2 separate regions of the Rattus norvegicus genome follow, and region 1 is linked to region 2. Evidence: chromatin contacts called from public Hi-C data. All regions are on one chromosome and are shown on one strand. The core of a region is the stretch at or near the end of the contact, and the rest is flanking DNA. Distances in the headings are between cores, read along the strand shown.

The links. A called contact is a pair of places that touch in the nucleus more often than the background predicts.
Region 1: a Hi-C map of prefrontal cortex shows a contact between it and region 2, with 2.3 times the contacts expected there. The contact joins the promoter of Gatb here to the enhancer-like site in region 2. A contact is called at or near these places in 3 of 12 Hi-C or Micro-C datasets (the Rat2 cell line, frontal cortex and prefrontal cortex).

Annotation. Positions count from the first base shown.
Region 1 is chr2:173,227,299-173,232,475 of GRCr8, reverse strand. It overlaps Gatb (glutamyl-tRNA amidotransferase subunit B), which reads right to left and starts at 3,908. Exons shown (of 13, transcript NM_001399231.1): 1 at 3,708-3,908; 2 at 2,043-2,193. The coding sequence starts at 3,883.
Region 2 is chr2:173,167,812-173,172,875 of GRCr8, reverse strand. LOC108350049 (a long non-coding RNA gene) reads left to right here. Exons shown (of 3, transcript XR_001836790.3): 3 at 1-781. Among named protein-coding and RNA genes, the nearest start is that of Gatb, 58 kb to the left of the region's middle. Within about 2 kb of position 1,620, at least 17 of the 93 cell types and tissues checked have an H3K27ac peak or open chromatin away from gene starts, as enhancers often do. A contact at or near this core is called in prefrontal cortex, where this site is marked.

The DNA of each region.
Region 1 (5,177 bases), core at 2,659-5,158, 57 kb before region 2:
AAATACTTTCAGTGAAGTCTTGGCGTGAGGGTTTCCACATTCCTCAGCTGGCAGACTAAAATCCGTTCTTTAAAAGAGTGGCACTTCTGAAGGGCAGGCTGACAGCAAAGCTGAGAGAACAGCCATGGCACCTCCTGGAGCCATGAGTGGTGCTGGCTTTGATGAAGAAAAGCAAACCCTTGCTTATGAAAACAATAATTGTAGCCTTCCCTGCAATCTCAATCCAATGTTCACACATTCTCAATGCACTCACTGTTTAACTGACCTGCTAATCACAGAGCAAGAACTTTCTAGAGTACATAGCACATCTCTCCAAATATGCTGACCTGCTAGTTATTTTGAACTGTCTGCAATATTTGACTCTATTTAGGCACAACTGAAGAATATATTATCTGCTCAGAGCTGCTTATATCTGCTTATCCAAAACTATGTTTCTAAATGTACCCTAAGACTCTGCTAGGTATCACATTTCCAACTGAGGGGAAAAAAAACAAAATTTCCAAAAGGTTCAAAAGCTTCCATCTCCTGATGGTCAGCCACAACATAAAGAAAAAAGGTTCTCGCAAAGAAGGAAAAAGGTAGAAGTGCTATATAAACTGACTTCTATTTCACTCATCTGAGTAGATATTGTATCTACTATATGTGAGTCTTCACCCAAAAAAGAACCTGTTTTTTTTTTTTTTTTTTTCTTTTTCTTTTTTTCGGAGCTGGGGACCGAACCCAGGGCCTTGTGCTCGCTAGGCAAGCGCTCTACCACTGAGCTAAATCCCCAACCCAAGAACCTGTTTTTAAAAACAAATCTCTTCTCCAGTAAACAGGAACTCCTCCTCCATAGGCAGACACATTATGGCAGAAAGAGAAGCTGAGAGGATGGGACCACATGCGTACAGCAAAGGTCTCTGTAGCCGACTTCCTTTAGAGAGACCCAAGGGCAGACAGGCAATGGCCTGGGATGTGGTTTGGACAGATGCAATCCCTCACAATGAAAAGCCCAAATAAGAGGAGTTCTAAGCCTGAGACACTGCTTTAATCTAATCAAAGCTCTGGGTAAAGCAGACACATGCAAGACACTGCCAACAGCCTGTTCAATCAGCCTTCACTTGTATTTAAATGTCTGAGAGTACAGAACACACTCATGACAGTCCCTGCCTATGACACACTAATCATCACCCCGTCTACACATGCTCCCAAAGATGGAAACTCCATTCCCACTTAACAGTGTAAGATTCCTGGACAGAAGGGGAGCCACACACTAGCTCAAACATTTACACCGATCCTTCCTTCTTATCCTTCAAAACGCAACTCCTTACGTAAAAATACCACACTAAAACTCTTGCTGATGACGACACTGGCTCAGTCGCTCCTTCAGATCAAGTGAAAAAGAGTAGCTAAATCAGTAACCAACTCTTTTATACTGTAGTGGTCTCCTTTCTCCATTACGGACTGCTTCTTAGCTCTTAATAACCGAACTCACATTGCTCTTGCACTGTAAAATCACATACTACATGTTCTTTCCTTGGGTCCTCCCCACTCCACCACACAGTCAAACTCCTACTTGACTTCTCAGTGTGGACACCATTTTTTTCCAGCCATTAACTAGATACACTACTATGATTTCCTACAATAATACTTCCTCTTGCTCAATTACATGTCCTTCCTTTGGTTTCCAAAACCACCCTTTGCACATCGCCATTGCGAGAATTATCATATCGTACTCTACCTGTTTGTAAGGCATCAGCCCTGCCCATCTTTAAGTTCCTCCTAAAGCAAAGATCTTCGCTCCTCAGCATTAGACAGCTCCTACCAGTATCTGGTGTTTGATAGGCATTTAAAAGCATTTGTGAAATAAGTGAGTAGATGCTATGAATACACTCAGATTTAGAAACGGAATTAGAGACGTGTCTTTATAAACAATTAATACATAGTGTTTAACCATTCAAAATCCCTAACCATTCAAAATCCACTAAGCAAGTAGTTCCTTATCTATATCCACTATGACATAAACATTTTCTAATGAAAACAGATGATATAAAATACCTTACCGGTAAAGTTCCAGGCAGAGATGCATCAAAATAAGAAACCAAAGAATTCGGAGGTGCTGCAAAGCATACTTGAGCTCCAGAGAAGAGTTTAGAGTTGGAGGAAATCTGCGCATGAATTTCCAATCCTACTACAGCTGCCCATTTGTGTTCACTAAAGGGAAAGAAAATGGTTAAAAAATGCTACATTTGTCACTGTACATAAGTTCTTATAAACCTATATTTCAAATAATAATCTTAATTGTGTTTTAAATTAAAATTTCATATGCTTATATTTTAAAATGTATCATTTTATTGGTGAATAAATTAAGTGTACCTTATTAGTAAACACTAAGTAAATGTCTCAGTAAATAATAATAAAATCTTATCTTCTCATAATTATTTAGGTTTACTACAAACGCCAGGATTTTAATTCTAGAGAAATGATGTCTAAAGAATAAATTATCATCCATATTTTGTGTTCATTGTTAACAGCTTGTAGCTAGAGAGGCAGGGTCACACAGATACCACAGACTACCATGACATGGTATTCCTCAAAACTTGTGCAGAAGAACAGTAAACCATTAGAGGAAACATTTATTTTCCATCCTCCAAGTTACATCCAGTTCTTGAGACCTAAACTTAAAATTCTTTCATTTGTTCATACTTGACTGCTAGCAAATCTTAGTAAATGCTATAAAATGCTATACTAATGTCTCTTATCTGACTATTCCTACTCTGGTGAGCCAGTACTCAGTTCTCTTTGGGGAATTAAAAGTCTTTATTCTTATGTATGTTCCTATTCTTCACTTCTCCTGAGCAATTTTCTGTATTATACAGATTTTTATTCATGTGCATCCAGTTTTGTTTTAAGCATTTCAATGAGAAAAAAATTAATTCCTTTTTAAAAAAAATTTGGAAATAAAGCTTGCAAGTGAGAAGAAAATAAAGAAATTCATAAATTCTGCATGCTCTAACTACTAATTAAAGTAATTCTGCAGTTTCATTGCATGGAAAGAAAATGATCTAGTTTATAAAGGGAATAGAAATGAGATGCTTTGGGACATTTTCCTCTCCACTGAAATACTAAGAAGAATGCCAACCTCAACGAAACAAAACATTAAAAATTTGCCTTATGTTTTGTATTTTATAAGAAGCTTTAAGTCATGTACACTGAAGCAACTAACAGAAGTACAGGATAAGCAAATCTTTAGTCAGGGAAAGATTTCGTCGGTAGACTACATCCTCCTAGGTCTAGACAAATACGCCCATCATAAAACCAGAGATCTGACTAATAAGACCTCCAATAAACATTAAGCTCTCTTATCCGGGGCTTTGTACAAAGGCTATTTTCTGTCTTTAAATTATTGCTAGCTCGTAGTAACGCCAAATGCCCGCTATATACGTGCCATAGTCTAGTGTCACAGACAACCACACTAGTTAGTAGGACCGCTAGAGGAAACGCTATTTTACACTCGTACGTTGTCCAAACATGCCTATTTTAGGACAGAGGTTTAAGTGTGAGGGTGGAGATGGCAGGCCTGGTTTTGTGTTTTCATTTAGGTTCTGTTGCCCACATTACACAGGTAACCACCCTCCAGTTCACTAAAACCCTCAGGCTGGGCTGCGGGAGCCATTATCTTCGTTCCGCACTTCCACGAGACAGGTATAGGTACGAAGAAAATATACCCTTTCCTCGGCTTCTGAGCCGTGTGGAGGGAAGGCTGAGCCACTGAACTCTGTCTCCTAGCCCAGTTGGATATGGGCCCAATTTGAGAGCCACTTCGGAGGCGGGAACAGTCGTCTATCCACGCTAAAGCCCAGCGTCTTCCAGGGAAACCCGAACGCAGCACGGGTGCCGCCATTGCATTGCCGAAGACCGGGTCAGGTGACCCACCTTCCCTCCGCCGCGAGGCTCTCTGGGAAGCGTAGTTCTGGCAATGCGCCACAACCCTTGTAGGCCTGGACCGGAAGACTACTATTCCCGGCAACCCAACTCAAAAGCTGACGGAAATCTGACGGGGAGGGGCGGAACCAGAGAACTGTGGGTGGGTGAGTGGGTGGGGGTTGTGGGTCCTGTGTGACTCCTCCTAGCGGGGAGTTGGAGAGCTCTGTGGCAGTAGAGCTTGGGCGTGTTTGTGCTTGACAGCTCTTTGAGGGAGAGCCAAGGCTAGGAAGCCTCACCAAGGGTTTTAAATTCAGCTTAAGCCCATGAGTTGAAACAAATGATCCTGACATCACCACAAAGGCTTCCTGGACTCTCAAACGCACTTATTTTCTCTGTCTTGCTCGCACACTTCGTACACAAATTTGTGCATTATTTCAACCGATACTTATTTGTATGCCTGCTATGAACAACCTAGTTCAATAATTAGGCAACATTGACATACTAGAAAGCAAGACTTTATGGCTGTTATATTTTATAGACTTGGTATTTTAGGGAGAGAAACATACAGAAAAAAAGTTTAAAAAAATAAATCGTTTTCATGACCGAAAAAAAAAAATTAAACTTTTATGTGCTTTTTACTTACCATTTTTCTTAGGCAGCATCTGAAACATTTTTTTTTGTTGTTGTTGTTGTTAGAAAGCTTTGATAGAAAAATGACCTCAGCTCAATGGGTTTCTTTTGGTGTTTGACTTCAGCACTAATCCTGGGCTGGGCTGGGCTGGGCTGGGCTGGGCTGGGCTGGGCTGGGCTGGGCTGGGCTGGGCTGGGCTGGGCTGGGCTGGGCTGGGCTGGGCTGGGCTGGGCTGGGCTGGGCTGGGCTCAGTGGTACAGCCTTTGTACCACGTAGAAGGTGCTGCGTTCCACTCTCAGGAAGGCAAAAACAAATAGAGTTTTTCATATCCCTTGTTGAAATTCCAGGTGATTTTTTTTTAAATTTAAAAACTTAGTCTACAGTAGTCCTCACTTTCACCATCTGATTTTAACTGTTCATGTAGTACCTAACAGCTATCTTTGATTTCAATGGATCCTTGTCTGGTATTCACCACAGTATTTCCAGAGCACAGAGTAGGCACCTCAAGAATATTTGAAGCAGTGCAGTGTGGTGGATGTATTTCACAAATGGGGGCTGTGGAGAGGATATGTTCTTTAGAAAAGAAATAACAAATTGGGGTAGTGGTAAAGGGTACAGTAAAACATCTATTTCTGGGAGA
Region 2 (5,064 bases), core at 371-2,870:
TAGAAAGCAGACATCTTCCGTACCTCCCCAGGACTGTCAAAAACGCAGAAGCTGTCCACCCATCACATTCACAGTTCGAGACCAGAAAGGGACATGTGAGGTATGTTCCAGGAAGGGGTGTGCTTAGGGGTCATCAGTGCGATGAGCCACCTGTCATAGGAGGTGAGGCACAGCAGCCATTTAGACCTTCAGAGACAGCGAGAACCTTAGAGATCATCTGGTCTAACACAGTTGGGAAACCAACCAGAAGGTTCCCATCTAGTGGGCTGTGTGCATGCTGCAGACTCTCTTAAAGCAATGCTTTATCAAGAGCCATAGTTATTATGATTTTGAAATGTTAGGGGCCTACTTCCAATCACCATGTCTCAGGAATTGGGCTATTGCTATATTTTAGACAAAGTGTGCTAGTTTGCCTCTGACCAAGGAGTCACTGAGTTGGGCTGATAGAGAACAAGAGGACCACTCATTTGAGTCCTCATAAAGTCAAAGGAAAGATGTTTCTATTGCCTCATAGTCTGGTAGGACAAAAGGTGCTTTATGATGTAACTGAATATTCTGTTTCCATCAAAAGATATAGATACCAGATTTTAAAGAGGTTTACTAAATCCTGGCAAATGACAAATTTTCTCTTAATATTTACTTTTTCATACACACACACACACACACACACACACACACACACACTGGATTACTTTGGTCATGGTGTTATATGTTCCTAGGCTAGAGTGTACATTAACAGGCTAGTTTGCTCATGGATTTACCTTATTAGGAGTGTACAGTTCTCCAGCTACTGTCTGTCCCAACACAGTGCCTCTAGTGCTAGGTCCCTGTGTACCTGAAACTGCTTCTATCTTGAATTCTTTTAGTCTTTACATTTTATGGTAACATCTTTCTGTTCCACAATATATTCGTTATTGTTTAAAAGCCAACACTATATATATATATATGTATATATATATATAAAATCATGATTTATAAAATATAAATATGAAATAATTATTTATTCTGGGGATACCTGAGGCTATTGTCTACTCCACCTTTCCTGGGGGCATCTTTGAAACATTCAATAGCCATCATGCCTATATTTTAAGTATATTTATTATTTGGAAAAATGGAAGTCCTTCCCCTTTGACCATAATTAGAAGGGCATGGTTTCCTACTTACCCATTTTGCAATGAGTTCTGAATTTCAAGTCTGTCACTCCTGGCCCATTCTCCCTCAGTTGTGGGATATAGGTACACTCTTGTCATTGCTTAGTAATTCATGTTAAATCCCTCCTACTGTAAATGTGTGAAGATGTCCCCCAGTCATTGTCACATGCTTTTCTTCTGTCTGTTCTTCGTAGACTCTCAGATAACTTCCCCCCTGCCTCAGGCCCTTTAACCAGTTGCATATCCCAAGTTCCTGCTTTCAGTCCCTTCATATTCTTCCTAGATCGTTCTAACCATGAGTGATGTCACCATCTACATTCTATTATTCCTGAACCTTCTTCTATAAAGAGCATCACCACTTTCTTGAAGGCCAGAAACCTATTTTTATCAGCTCTCTGGATACATCTGAACAAACGTCCTGTGGTACCTCAGATTTAAATACACCGAACTCATTACATCCTCCACAAAATATGTCTCTCCTCCTGTGTTCCCAATCTTAAACACCACCATCTTCTCAGTCACCTAAGTTAAGGACTTTGAAGTCATACACAGCACCTCCTCCTCAGTTCCAAGTCACACACACACACACACACACACACACACACACACACACACACACACACCAATCTGTTTCCTCTGGCTCAGGTTCTCCACTCCTCTTGCTTAGCTGTGCCCGAGCACCCCTGACTTACAGACAGCTGCTTTCTTACCTGCCCCCCATGAAGGAGACAGGAAGCTCTGCTGTCCTTCTCTCTTCTTCTAAGGGCAATCACTCCCACCACGAAGTCTCCAGACTCTTGACTCCATCTAAACCCAATTATCTTCCAAATAGCCTCTTTTCTAATGTTGTCACACTGTAGGGGCTTGGGCTTTAACGGCAGACACAAACATCTAGTCCCCAGAAGGTTCTCACACGCATGGCCTCATCAGTCCTCTCACGTAGTCTTTTCTCCACATCTTTCAGATTCGTCTTTCTGAAGCACAGAAATGACACATTACTGCTTCGGGAAAACCTTTCAATAACAGCTCTCTGCGTTGCCTAACCACGGCACCTGCAGCAGGGCTGCATCCAGGCTTAGCCTGTTTGCCCATCCTTGCGTCTTCTCCAAAGACGCTGCTCTTCTGCCCTCCCTCCCTTCCTGTTCCGCTTGCTCAGGCTCTTTCCCCGTCGTTCAGCTGTCTCGTTTGTTCTGTCCCCTCCTCAAATGTCCACAGAGTCTTTGAGAAGCCTCCTCCCAGACAGCATTACTCACTGATCTGTGATTTATATCAGTAGCTTCAGAATTTGTTCGTATATCGGAACAATGTACAGTGCCTATAAGAAACACACACACACACACACACACACACACACACACACACACACACACACACACTCAGAGAGAGAGAATTGTAAATAAGATATGGAGGATTATAGAGTACAGAGAGATAAAAAGATTCATTATAGGAATCATGAGACAAGGGACAGACAAGTCCTAAGCCAGATGGAGGGCCCTGAGAGCCTCTTGCTCTGGTTCTGATCCAAAGGCCACCAAGTTCCTAACACAGGAAAAGCCACTGTTTCAGTTCAGGTCTAAAGTCAAGAGAAAATCTTGCATCCCACTCAAAGGCGGATACAAAAGATAATTTCTTCTTTCTTAGGGCAGAAGGGTATCCTTTCTTCTACTCAGGCCTTTAACAAGTAACTTGCTGAGTTTAGTTTATCCATTTAAATGTTGAACTCATCCAAAATCACCCCCATAGAAATACCTAGAGAAATGTTTGATCAACCACGTGGCCATCCCATGGGAGAATCAAAACTGACCAGTACAGCTGGGGAACTTTTTTTTTTTTTTTCAGAGCTGGGGACCGAACCCAGGGCCTTGTGCTTGCTAGGCAAGCGCTCTACCACTGAGCTAAATCCCCAGCCCCTTCAGCTGGGGAACTATTAACATGGGCTAATTCTACTGGGTCTGATTGTAGGAGTTTTCATGCTGTGAGGTAAAGCTTGGCTATCAAAATATTTGAACTTTTCCTTACAGCCAGGGGAACGAGCCAAGTGAATTTGGAACCAATCCCCCCACAGTTGAAGTCCTCACTCCCAATAACCGAGAATTCAGTCCTATTTGGAAGCTGGATTCTTGAGATGCCATTCCGTGAGATAAGATCACAGTACTGTGGGGTAGGTGACAATCCTTGTAAGAAAAGAAGCTGGGTGTAGTGGGGTACACCTTTAACCCCAACACTCTGGGGACAGAGGCAGGTGGAACTCTAAAAGCTCTAGACCAGCCAGAGCCACAGAGAAACTGAGAGATAACAGTGTGATTAAAAAAAAAAAAAAAAAAAAAAAAAAAAAAAAAAAAGCAGAGGCTGAAGTTTGCAGCCACAATTCACAGAGCATCCAGGATCATGGGCAAACCACCAGAATAGTGGTTCTCGGCCTTCTTAATACCACAGCCACAACACAATTTCTTTGCTAATTCATAACTATAATTTTGTCACTGCCATGAATTGTAATGTAAATATTCAGTATGCAGGGTATATTGAAAAAACAACCACCAGAGGGGTCATACTCACAGGGTTGAGAACCACTATACTAGAAGCTGTGTAGAGGCATGGAAGGATTCCCAGTACGATCAGAGGAAACATGGCCCTTCTGGATAGCCAAACAGCATTTGTTGTCTTATTATGATGTCCCCGGGAAACCAACAGAGTAACCAGATAAAGAAAGGCTCTAAAAGGTGGTTTGCCCGACTCTTACAGGGAGGGAGAGCAGAATAAGCAGAGATTGCTCATTTATTCTCTGAGGGCTGAAATCTGAGGAATGTGCTCAGGCTTTCTTCCCTCTCTCCTTCTCCTTTAGGTTGGAATCTTTCATATCTAAGACACGTAGCAGAGTCTGGCTGGCTGAAGAGCTTTTCAGAGAAGATCCCCTAAACTGACAGCCAGTGTCATTTCCCAAGCTGAGCATAGATCAATTAGAAATTAAAAACAAACAAACAAACAAACGGGTATTTGGCATATCAATTTATCCTTTCTTTCTCAAAGAGCCTGACCTCAGGGGTCATCTCCAGAGCGCACTTCAGGGTCCCTAGAACTGAAGCTGTTGCAGTAGGCCCTGTCAAGGTCAGTGAGAGGCGCTGCCTGCTCAGCCATCTGCCCCTCGCTCCTTGACGTCTTTTTAAATTAAACCCCACGCCCTGTGGTAAAATTGCTCTCGCTCTATAAATAGCAGGCTTGGCTTGGATTGCCCTGCAAATGCTGCAGGAGAAGGGTGTCAGAGCAAAGAAAAAGGAGGGCCACAAACCCAAGGGCACATTTCTCGGTCAGATGATTGCAGTCTCTTAGGAAATCCGAGAATTCTCCCTGTAAAGCCTCCTGTCTCCCTTCTCTGGAGTCTTCCTTGTCTAAGATCTCTTCCGTACTGGAGTGAACAACTCACATTTCCCTTCCTCCATATTCTCCAGATTGAATTTGTTCTGGATCAGGAAATTGCGGCTGGGTTACTGTACGTATACTAGCTCCTCTCTGTAGACCTAGGACATGCTTCTAATTACAGTTCCATAGTTAGTGAGTTAAAACAGAAGCTGTCCACAGGCACACATGGCTCCTGATGCTTCTTCCTACAGCCACACTGTTATAGCAGAGGAGTACAGTTTCATAACCCACTGGCCTGAGTTTTTCTAGGCTGTTGCAGCCTCACACCTGCTCCCTGGGAAGGACTCGGATGGCTTCCTAAAGTCCCCTGCACAATTATCTCTAAACTCTCAACCCACCTGACTAGAAGCACTTTCCTTCCGTTGGCTGCCACACTTGGGTCACCTCCTCGCGGCTGTCACCACTCCACAGTCGGTAAATCCCTGCCAGAACTTCCTGGGCTACTTTTCAAGTGTTTGATCCTTGTCTAGTTCCCCACTGCCCCACAGATCACATT